Linked DNA regions of Mus musculus: region 1 is linked to region 2. Evidence: chromatin contacts called from public Hi-C data. All regions are on one chromosome and are shown on one strand. Each heading gives the region's core, a stretch centred on a gene start, on an enhancer-like site or on the middle of the called end of the contact. The rest is flanking DNA. Distances are from core to core; before and after follow the strand shown.

Region 1 (6,409 bases), core at 3,404-5,903, 1.2 Mb after region 2:
GTCTTGCTGGCCAGGCTCGGTTTCCGTGTACTGAATGCAAGAAGAGGTTTCTTTACAGGTCTCAGTTTGACCTCCACCAGAGGTAACACACAGGAGAGAGACCCTTCAACTGCAACTTGTGCAACAAGGCCTTTCTACAGTCCTCTGACCTGAGAGTCCACCAGCGTGTCCACACTGGGGAAAAGCCTTACACGTGTGCAGTCTGCCAAAAGGAGTTCGCCCACAGGTCCACCCTGCAGGGCCACAGTTGTGTCCATGGTGAAAGAGAAGCTTTGTGTGTGTGAGTGTTGTGGAAAGTGCCTCCGACACCCTACATCTGTAAGAAGTGTAACATGGCTTTCCAACAGCAGGAGACTTGGAAGCAACACATGAACACCCACTTGAGAAAGGCATCTGTGATCTGTTTCACTATGCCCCGTGGGTTTTCATTTGTTTGAGATAGGATTAGAGCATATATACTAAAAGTTAAATGTTTTAAAATTAAATTTTCATTTAAGTTTAAAATGGGGTGGGGGGAGACAGATCTCTGAATCTTTTGCAATGTTAAAAAAGAAAAAGAAAATTAGATCTTCTTGCTATCTCCTAAGAATCAAGGACCTGGGGTCATGGGATGTTAATTCGTAGGACAATCAAAGGAGAACCTGGAGTAAATGACTGGATTGATATATAATATAAAGACTGGGCTTATGATCTGTCTAAAGATCTCCAGAGAAAGCAGGACAAAGAGAAATCAATCCAGAAAGCTGTCTGGAGCAGAATGTAGGTTATCGGCTTCGACCCAGGATCTGACTTGGGAGGCCTTTGTTTCCCTGTCCTCAAACACCCCTTTTCTCAGAACCCCTCTCCAAGCTGAGGCTGCTCCTTGGCTTTTACTACTTCTCTCCCATTCCCTGCCTAATGTCTCTAGCTGCCCTAGGCGTACCTTGATCATGCAGAACTCTTACACTCAACATCTTTTGTTCTCTTCTTCTCAAAACTTAGCAGTCCAGTTCCCCATTCTTAGCACTCTGTGTTTCCAGATTTAAAATTTTATATTTTAATCTTAAAGGGAATTATTATTGGAGACAATATCAGACATCCATATAGGTTATACCAATATTACTTTTTAAAATCACAAAATGGATTGAATATCCAAAAGATTAGTTATTGGGCTTGTTATTATTCAGATTATACTATAGTTTTAGGTTACTAAACCTAAGTGTGGTAGGAAATGTTTTATTTTACCTTAAAATATGATGAATATAATTAATTTTTTTCAACCAAGCAGCCAACTTGACCTTTCTTAAACATTTAAACTTAAATGATACCTGTCAGCATACTGCCTATAACTCAGTCTGCCCACTTAAAAAGAAATTCAGCTTGGCTTCCTTTTCAGATGTTCATTGCATTTTACACAGTTGCCAGCTGTGTTAGAAAAGTGCTTGCAACTGTGACAAAACACCTAGGAGAACATTTATAAATAAAGGTTCATCTTGGTTCAGTCTCGGGGGTTTTGCTCTGTGGTTAGCCATTGTTTTCAGGCCTACAGCAAGGCAGGCGCTTCATGGAGGGAAAAACAAACAAACAGATAAACAAACACCAAGAATAATAACAACAGAACGTGGTGAAGGTTCTTTACTTCACAACAGCCAGAAAGCAAAGAAGGGAAAGAGAAAAGAAGTGGCCAACGACAATATGTGTTGTAGGGCATATCCCCAGCGATGTCCTTCCTTCTAAAACTCTGAAGAAATATTTAAGACATTGAACACCTATTAAGTAATTCGCCTATAGAACTAACCTCCGTTTACTCATGCAAGGGCTTCAGATCAAAGTGAAGTGAAGCTATAAACACCAGTAACAAACATAAGCCAGTCACAGTCAACATAAACATAATAGGACTTCCAGATTGTTTAAAAAAAATAGCCCTTCCAAGAACTGTAAGTAGTTTTCTGCTACAATTATCTTTCAGAAATCTAAACAAGCAACTTCTGTTTCACTGTAGAATAAACAGTGCTTTTTGGTGTGTACTTAATTAAGAAAGCTATGATCTTAGAAAACAAAGCATATTTAATTTAAAGAGAAAATAAAGTAGCTTGGGGAAGTTTATGGGTACTCATAAGTCCTAAGTGTAAATAATCAGTAATAAACATTTCCAACGGTGTCTCCTTCCCTGTCTCAGGAACTCGTTACTTAGAAATAAACGCTTAGTGATAATTCTGTTGTCTTCACTATGACAAGACCCTGAGTGAAATAATTTATTCTGTATACTGCCAAAGTGACTGCAGAGCACATTTAAACAGAGGAAAGAATCATTTTGACTCTTGGTTTCAACTCCTGAGAGGTGGCTCTGTTGTCCTCAGACTGTGTGAAGGCAAAAAGCATGTAGCTATCAGAGCTGCTCACCTGCGGCGGCCCGGGAAGCACAGAGAAACAAAGAAAGGACTAAGAGAGTGTAGGGCCACTCCAGTGATTCACTCCTCTAAGACACAGAGAAAACAGCCATGAAACTGTAAATCAATGCAATTATCTGTTTGTTACCAGAGGTCTTGGGATTCAACCTTTTGATTATTGGATCCAACAGCTAAAGAAGACATTTTTTTGTTACTGGGGACTAGACCTTGGAAAGAGTCACCAAGGTTAATACATGAAAAACAGCTAGTAGGCAGAAAGGTTATAAACAGCTCCCCTACCTAGGCTCCTTTGGGGGAACTGAGCATGTGCAAGCAAAGTCCTTGCCATATACAAATGGGCAGAGGTGGTGCTATCTAAGTGGAAACAGCACTAAGTGGTTCATATCAAAGTGGATCAAAATAGTATGGGCTCCAGGCTCTGATCACAAACCTGTCTCCATTTCCAGCCTGGGAGTGTTTCTCCTTAATAATAAGCAGGCTCCTTTTCTGTACTATTCACTCCGAGACTTAGGAAGCCAAGCGTTATATAGCAGGTGACCTGTGAACTCAGATCTGTATCATTGTCTTTAAAACCCGAGTCTCCAGTTTTGATTCATCAAGTGGCCTTCCAACATTGATCTGTCTTTGTAAAAATAATTTACTATACTATACATTATTTGCTTGCCTGTTAACATGGGCTTCTAATTGGCTTCTTGGCCATTGTTGTTAGAAATTAACCATTTTAAAATGTAAAATCTTTAATACTTGGACAAACTGAAAAACATACGACTTTTTGAATGTGTAAAAGAAAAGATTTGGTGATCAGAATCCAAAATGCTCTCCCTCTCCTTATCTCCTCCCACCCCCGCCATCTCTCTCTCTCTCTCTCTCTCCCTTTCTGTCTCTCTCTCCCTCTCTGTCTCTCTCTCCCCCTCTGTCTTTCTCTATCTTCCTTTCTCCTTCCTTCCCTCCCTCTCTCCTCCCCTCTCTCCTCCTTTCCATCCTATGTCCCTCCCTCTTTCCCTCCCTCTCTCCCCTCTCCCCTCCTTCTCAACCTTAGTTCTCCCTCCCCCTTGCCTTCCCTCCTCTGACTTCTAGCCATTTCCCAGTTACTTCAGCATTTTAACTTTCAAAATAAAACATGTTGACTTCCATCTCTTCCACCTACATATTTAGAATTAATTTATACTGTCCTAGATTCATGTTAGAAAGGATAAATAGCTCACATGTTTACATGAATGTTTTAAGAGAGTAAATTTGTGGTCCACTTAACTTGACTCAAAGGCAGCATTCTAGAGAGGAAAATGAACAACAGTCAACCAGTAAGGCAGAGAGCACCTCCCACAACCCCTGTGTCTGCAATAACAAGGATTCTGTAAAATGAAGAGATGTCAGCTTCCACAGCACAAACAGGGATTATATCTGGGGCACAAAGCCAGATTCCTCCTGGGGAGACAGAACGCGCTTAATCTGTAACCCCTTTACACATAACTCCGAAAACCTATGGCCAGTCATCTTTTAAAAAATTAAGGAATTTGAAGCCACATGATATTTTAATGGTTAGCTAAGCCAATTGCTTAACATTTCTCAGGAGAAAAGGCTTTGTCAGAGGCTTCAGGGTCTGCCTTGGTCGGAAAAACAAAATGAGAACAACTTGAGGTTAAAGGTCTTAGCTTTGATTCACAATTCTAGAGTCAGGCCGGAGGAGGTCAAAGAACTCTAGGCTGGGGAGGCGGTGTTTACAGCTAGCAAATGGAAATGAGATGGAAAAGTGCTGTTGAGAGCACTGGTTCCTGTTGAGCCCCGACCTCATTTGAGTCAGTTGGCTGCCCGCGCTACTTCCGCTACTTCCGGGAGCTCGCTAGCATTAATCAGCGGGGAGACACAGCTGTCTGGAGACACAGCTGTCTGATGTAAAAGCACCCTTCCGCCCTGAAGCATTTATAGTTGCAGTACATGCTAAGCCAGGTTAGCAGTCCTCAGGGAAGGACTCCTCTGCCCAAATGCAAATTAATCCAGCAGCTTCTATCACTCTGTCTCCTAGGAGTAATCTAGAACTATGCAACTGTCTGTCCAGGGCTTTCTATAGGCCCGCCTTCCTTCCTACAATAATGTTTACAAAGGCATGACGCTCCTTCCGTTCATACTCATGATTCCATCCCTTCGAAGCACTTTAACCACATTTAAATAATGGACTTAAGTAAGCATAATTGACCTTAAATTAGCTGCTGTTGTCGTCAAATTGTCAGCATTGTCCCCAGTCTTTCTAAGAAGTCAATATATTGAGTTTCCCTGCTGTTTGCGGGTCATGCATCTAGCTGTTAGGGGTAGAGGGAAAGACATCACAACACTGTCTACGCTGTTGAGCAACAAATTCCAACAGCTGGAAAAAATGTGGAAATGCACTAAGCCATCCCAATTGACAAGACTAAAAAAATAAAATCTCCCACAAGAAAGAGCTGAGAAACAAGCTAACAAGGACCCTTTCTTTACCCTTAGAGATTTATTTTTAAGTTATTTGTTTTTGTTTTGTTTTGTTTGTTGTTTGTTTAAAAAAGGCTTCTGGAGAATCGCTATCTTGTGGCAAAATTTGAACAAGCATTTCTTCGTTTTAATATCTTACTCAAAGAATCTTCTCCATACCAGGTAAATATTTGGTGAAAAATGGCTTCTGTGCGTGTGCAAATGGAGTTGATAACAGTCTTCCAAAGTGCCTTTTGATACCTTTAGAATAAACGAAATATAGGTTATCATTTAAACGGCACTAAAGATTGTAATTTTATTTGGGAAATGGGTTCGTTTCTTACCCTTTCCTTCTACAAATAAGATTTAATTAGCCCACTCCATTCATCAAAAATAAAGTAGAGCATGGGAGAACAAGCAGAGGGCAAGTTGTTTGCTGGGACGACTCAGTGCACACGTTCTGTGATGGGTAACCGTAAAACTTTAAAGTACAACCCTTTTTTTGTATGTGTGTTTGTACTAGGGTAAACTAATGTCTGAGTCAAATTGGTGTCAAATGTATTGAAGTCAGTAGGAGTTAAGGAGTAATTTCCTTACTGGTTAACTACGCGCCACCTTAGCATCTCCATATGTTAACAATGCATTGTCAGCAGCATGGGAGACCTTCTTGTAAGAACCCCTGGCTAGGTGCAAGCTACTCTTTCTTGCCTCTTTAGGACAGAATTGTCTGTCGAAGCTGCTTCATCCGATTGATTGGTAGCTGTGGCCTTTAAGTTTGGAAATGTTTTGAATATCCTCTTCTTCCTCAGTGGTTGTAATTGTAAATTTTAGGAACACAGGAGAACTGAGTGAATGTCAACGTAATAGACAAAGGACCCATGGGAGAATCCAACAAGGACTGCTTTGGGAACTTTGTGGAGAGGATGATAGTGGAGCTCATTCCTAAGGAATGGGTTCTTCTGTAAAGAACAGAATCGAGAAAAAAAAAAAAAAAGAATGGAGGAAGGGACTCGCAAGAATAGGAAATGTCTGGGCATAGTCGGAATTATAAGGGGATATTATTATTAATATTATTATTATTATTAGCAGGTTTATTGTATTGGGAAGCTGCTCTCAGGCCAGAAAGAGTTTACTGGCCCCAAGGACCAAGGTTAGGGAAGTGAGCATGGGGAAAGGGGGTGTGGGGTAGAGAAGGGAGAAAGAGAAAGGGCACACATGCAGAGGTAGAAGAGAAGGGGAGAGTCTTTCTTAATAACACTGTTTGGAAGCAGCTCAAGATGTGTCACTAAAGAGAGTATTGTATTTGAAACTCACATCGATGTTAAAAGACATTTTGATCACCTTTCATCCATATCTGAAAGCATTGTTGAAAATAAATAAATAAAAGAGGAATAAAGAAGAAAATAACCACAAACAGGAAGTCATTCGGCTCCAGAAATGTGTGTGGAGCTTTGGGGATGAGCCTTCTGGGTTCCCCGGTGGTGAGAGCCACCACAGTCCCTGGACATGCTCGGGAGAAAGTGTGGGAAGGTCTTTGGCTGCCTTCATCCTCTGAAATGGAGCTGATAACTCTCTGA
Region 2 (5,693 bases), core at 398-2,897:
TGGATAGATAGCATGCTGCTACTTTATTAGATAATTCCACAGCAAATCACCTTTCTTTTGTGGTTTATTTTATTCTATTTGTACGTGTTTGTATTTGCTTTCATGAGTTTTTACGTACTACATGCATATAGGATGCAGCATAAGTTAGCAGAAGGCTCGGAATCAATCCCTCGGAGCTCTGGAGTCAGGCTTAGCGTGCTGAGATCCGAATCTAGGTTCTCTGAAAGAACAAGCCTTTGCCACTGCCGAGCCTTCTTTACAGCCCTACATGCTCCCGATTCCATACTTTAATTCATTTTTAATTCCGCATTTCCGTTAACTATGATTTCAAATCACTTATCATTGTGTCTGTGGATTGTAATGAGTTTCTCTTTGAAAATCTTTTTCTTTTCCTCACAATGTCTCTAGGCTGCAATTTACGAATTTGCCACTGGGTGGCACCAAATTTTACCTTTTTGTTTTTCCTTTGAACTTGGTACACAGTTGTAAATATTTAAGTTGTAGGAGTTAGTCAAGAATTAATTACTTTAATCGGGTAAAGCTGTACGCTAATCCCTATGTCAATGCTAAAGAACCAACCCTTGCACCATAGATTTGTAACAGAAGAAACAGCTGACGTGCCATAAGGGTTTATTACAGTTCAAAAGAGCTAGCTCAAGTTGCGTGCAGCATTGATGGGTACTTAAACCTGAAATTCGATTAACCCAAAAGAAACTGTTCAAATATGCTAAGTCACAACAAACATTAAGGAACCCATAACACAGATACCAAACATAACTCAGATGGGTTCCGGTTACATGCATCCATTTGAAGAAGATCTGAAGCTTACAAAAGCCACGTGCTTTCTTGGATAATCGGCTCCGGGTGTTCATATTGAGGTTCTACGCTCTTGACAGGATTTTTTTTTTTTTTTTGCGGGCTTTCCCAGGGCTATGAAGCTATCTTTTGATCTTCATATCAAAGGTAGTGAACATCTAAGATGCGGTTGTCCTTGGCTCGGGCTTCCTCTTTTCTCTGATAGCAATTTACACGTGCAGTCCCAACTGTATTTTATAATCCGCTGTCTGTAGGTTGCTGTCTCCTCATATACCAAACAAGTAAGAGCATGGGAGAAAGTGAGGGCGGGGTTCAAAACAAGTAGGCAAGAGAAAAGAGTCTTGCTGGACAGTTACTCTGCCTGTTTCTTAGACCAAAGATATTGAAATTACGGTCGAAGGCTGTGAGTTACTTACACTGAGGAGTTGGTCCACTGTCAGGCCTCATTGACTTTGCCTTGAACGTAGCCGCAGTATCTGGTCGTTCATTTTCCACTCCCGTGCTGTAACCCTTCATAAGCCTCTGTCCTTTCATCGATGGCCTCAGAACTCCTCTTACTTCTACCATATTGCTGCCTTCAATCGACTCAGAAGAGCTGACTCTTAGCCAGTGTGATGTCTCACTGCCGTTCAAAGGCCTCTATGATCAGGGAAATTTGTGACATTTTAGGTTACATCTACATAATTTCTTACTGCCCATAAGAATGTATGTATGTATCCATGCTCAAAATAATGAATTCCATCCTGTCTAAAATGGACACATTAGTAGAATTAGTAGAAAACCAACTACCTTCTTACAGCAACCTCTATCACTGAGAGCTGGGTGTGAATGTACCACGTCCACAGATGATGTCACAATATCATAGACTTCTGTAAATTCCTTGACTGGCCTAACTTTCATCTTTGAGCATCTCAACAGCTCACTCTGCAAGGACTCACCTCACTTTTAAAATTAGCACAGCAGTTCTCTGAACAACTCTGAGTCCCCAAGATAAGCCTATAGGATTTGTTTCAGAAAATATTAAAATAATACTCGGTGATCATAAGTATGCTTGCATGCGTGTGGGCGTACATATGTAGGTAAAGCTCTTGAAGTAGAATCGCTGTGCACTATAGGATGTAAGAGGCGTGTATTAGTTGTTTGCTTCTGTTTTCCTAGTTGTCTTGCCTTGGTTCTACTCTTCTTGTGAGGAATGCCATCATGCCCCAGTCCTCCTTAGATGTGACAGTGCTTTGACATGATCTATGTGTCCCCTGGTCACAGCACAGGTTATCTGTGTCTTACAGATCAGACAAATTCATCTCAAGAGCTATGGCAACCTAACCGATTTGACATACTTAATAAGTACACATGAAACTCGAACCCAAGTCCCCGGAACTCCAGAAGCTACAATGGATATACCCTGCTGTGGTTTCACATGTCAATTATACAAATATAAACATTGTTTCTATGGAGAACTACCTGAAGATGGAATGCCACTCCAAGATCTAGATTCTGGTTAGCCAGCTGATTCCTCTGTCAAAACCAAGGTTGAATCCATCCCAGGAGTCAGTCCTTCCTAAGAGGTTGAATTTGGATTCTGCAGGGAAGCACAGGCTACTTGCTTCGCATTTTATTTTTAATTGAGAACACCAGAGACATCAGAATGTGTCCGGTCACAGACAGCACTTTCAGTGAGGTGCTTTTGTTTATGGGAGAATTAGTTGTAATTCAAGGGAGAAGAAAACCCAAGCAACAGAAATGTGTGCTTATTTAGGCCAGAAAACGAGTTTGAGACTACTGACATCATAATTACTAATATTATTATCACTCCACTTTGTAGAGAAAAATACTAAGTTTCTAGTAACCTGCAAGGTAAAGATAGGGTCATGATTAATTCTAAGTGCCTTCTTGTCTTGTCCCAGAGAGACTAGAGTCCACAATAACCTGCCCTTCTGTATGCTTTAGCTGCCTTCTCTCTTTCCATGTCACCAAGGTCACAGCTTGACAAATTTATCTCTGAACTTGGAAGTTTTATTGGTGAGTCTCTCAGACAAAAATATTTTGTCCTAATGCATTCTTTCTTTTTTTAACTCTTGAGGGTAACTTTATTAAAGTTTAGGAGAGAGAAAAATAGACCCTAGGGCAGGCAATCTGTAAGTTGCTGCAACCACCCAGGGGAGGCGAATGGAGGAGAAGAAAAAGAACCATGCCATTTGAGCTGCCAGCATGGAGACCCACCACATAGTGGCAGACAACCCTGTGTTGAAGAGGCAGGCTTTAGAAAAAGAATAAAGAAGCCTAAGGCATCAGAAAAAGCATATTGAAGTTCTGGCCACCATCTGAAACAGACAGGAAAAAAAACAAAAAAACAAAAAAACCAAGTTGCATTCAGAAAGGTGAGCTGAGCCAGCTGAACCTCAGAGTGACTTAGCTTCTCTTCCGAATGCCTTCTAATGTTGATCTCAAGCACAATTAGAAGTGCTTAATATTTTCATGCTGACGTAAAGATGACATGACTCAGCTGAGGTGGAAATGCAGCCCCGAGTGGAGGCTTCCAGCTGGATGGGGACGTTCTACTGGGCAGGCCGAGGCTTTGTACCCTGTGGCATTCCCAAGGATGAGGTGGAAAGCACTGGTAGAAAAACGAATTCTTTGTACAAAAGCTAGCACACTCGCTCCAGCCTTTCGTTCAGTTTCATCTCTGCACGTTCCTCAAGGAAACAACTTGGAACTATTCAGAAGATAAGCCACAACCTAGCTTAGCTGCACACAGTTCGTTCTGCTACATGGAAACGTAAGGTTGAAGATCAGTCAAACCTTAGTCTTTAAGGATGGCGCTGATTCACCCTCAGTGGAGTCATGCGCGTCACTGTGGCACCATCGTGCAGAGATGCGTCATTGTTCTGTGTTGTCATCTTTCACATTTCCTCTTCTCCTGCGCATCAGGCTTTCTCTTTACCCAGTTAGTCACCTTTCTGCTTACTTACTGTATTCCATTAGTCTCTGTTTCTCACCTCACTGAAGATTCCTTCCTCCCCTGTTATGACCTCTTTTTCAGTTTTATGACCCAAATTTGCATACCTCTCTCTCTCTCTCTCTCTCTCTCTCTCTCTCTCTCACACACACACACACACACACACACACTCACACATACAATTTTAAGTCGGAGCTGCAAGAGTTCTGTGAGAAAGATCAGTGGGCTACCTTGTTCCTTAAGGTGGACTATTTCTGTTGCTTCCCAAGCTCCCTTTTTTTTTTTTTTTTTTTTCATCTCTGTGTAATGTCAGCACATGTCCAGGACTCTTGGTTAGAGTAGCTGAAATGCAGCACACAATAACTTAAACCAAGAAGGCAACTACAAGTTCAAATGACAGCCAGACACATCTCAACATGGGGAACGTCAGATGTTGAGCCTTGGCCCGTCCCTCAGTCTCCACCTTGGCTGCTTTCTGGGATCATCTCCATCTCAATGGTTTTGGTTTTGCTCATCAGGATTCGTGAGCACCTTGGGGTTTGTTTTACTAAAATAAAATTTTATAATGATTGCTCCTAATGAGTCTATGGAAAATATCCAAATTCATTTAGCTGATTTGGGTTCCATGTCCAGGTCATGAACTAGTGAGAGTTCAAAAGCCAGCCCCACAACATAAATGCTCACCCCGGGGTGCATATCAGTTCAACATAAGGGCTGAGAGCAGAGAGTGCAAATACTCCAAGGTAAGAAGAAAAAGATATCGTATATTCAATAAAGTCTATTCTTAGCAGATTGCACATGTAACAAGAATGAGAACTGCATCTAGGCGCTGGAGAGATGGCTCAGCAGTTAAGAGCACTGCCTGCTCTTCCAGAGGTCCTGAGTTCAATTCCCAGCAACCACAAGGTGGTTCAGGACCACCCATCTGTATTGGGATCTAATACCCTCTTCTGGTGAGTCTGAAGAAAGCACCTGTACTTCCATATATAAATAAGTAGATAGAGCTTTATATATATTAAATGAATCTAATAGTTACATTTACCAAATAGTACCTCAAAACTGCTATATGTAAATTTGTATTAATAAGTTTTCTAGCTGCCTTGATGTAATGTGTTATATAAGTGCTCCTTATCTAGATCAAAAGTTATGCTTCCCTCCCTTGTTAAATCACTGCTCTAAAATGCACTAGCAAAACCAAGCATGGTTGTATATGCTTTTAATCCTAGTTCTTGGGAGGTAGAGGCAGGTGGAGCTCTGTGAGATGAGTCCAGCCTGTACTCTATACAGTGAGTTGCAGAATAGCCAGAGCTATGAACAAAGACCCCGATCCCACCTTCCCACATCTACTAACATCTAATAAGTAAAAGGCATATATAAAATACATGCATAGTGTTTTATATAGATGGTTTCATGTAACAGTGTTCAACCCAGCAGGTAAATGCCATGTCCTTCTTGGAATAAAGAAAATAATTGAAGAAAAATAATTTCTCCAAGCCTTACAGCAAGGAAATGATGAAACGTGTGGAAGTTCTTGCAGAATTCTTATTATTTGGAGGTCATACAAGTTTTTGGACAGAAAGGTGTCTTGAAAATCCCAATGGAGACATCTTCAGGGGAGGTATATACTCACCCTTTCGTGGATCAATCCATCAACTTTATCACGTTTCTGATATTCCTGATACACAGAGGCTCTTCAGTGAGGTTCTTACACAGGAAAATGCTAAACTTGGAGAAAGAAAACCTATTTATGTCTTATGATCTTACACTAAAGCTTTTTCCACATTACATGTATAATATTTACAGCTTTGGAAATTTCATTTAACAGGCTGGAGAGATGGCTAAACAGTTAAGAGCACTGACTGTTCTTCTAGAGGTCCTGAGTTCAATTCCCAGCAACCATGTAGTGGCTCACATCTATATG

Evidence for each region. A called contact is a pair of places that touch in the nucleus more often than the background predicts.
Region 1: a contact with region 2 is called in a Hi-C map of uterus, with 7 times the contacts expected there. The contact joins the enhancer-like site here to the promoter of 4930554P06Rik in region 2. A contact is called at or near these places in 1 of 15 datasets of contacts at CTCF or cohesin (pro-B cells), 5 of 484 Hi-C or Micro-C datasets (cardiomyocytes, cerebellum, muscle stem cells and 2 more) and 1 of 9 other capture datasets (embryonic stem cells).

The regions. Positions count from the first base shown.
Region 1 is chr6:24,344,193-24,350,601 of GRCm38.p6, forward strand. It overlaps the pseudogene Gm3136. Among named protein-coding and RNA genes, the nearest start is that of Iqub, 170 kb to the right of the region's middle. Within about 2 kb of position 4,654, at least 48 of the 459 cell types and tissues checked have an H3K27ac peak or open chromatin away from gene starts, as enhancers often do. A contact at or near this core is called in muscle stem cells, neural progenitor cells and uterus, where this site is marked.
Region 2 is chr6:23,179,868-23,185,560 of GRCm38.p6, forward strand. It overlaps 4930554P06Rik (RIKEN cDNA 4930554P06 gene), which reads right to left and starts at 1,648. Exons shown (of 2, transcript NR_167898.1): 1 at 1,606-1,648; 2 at 614-1,455.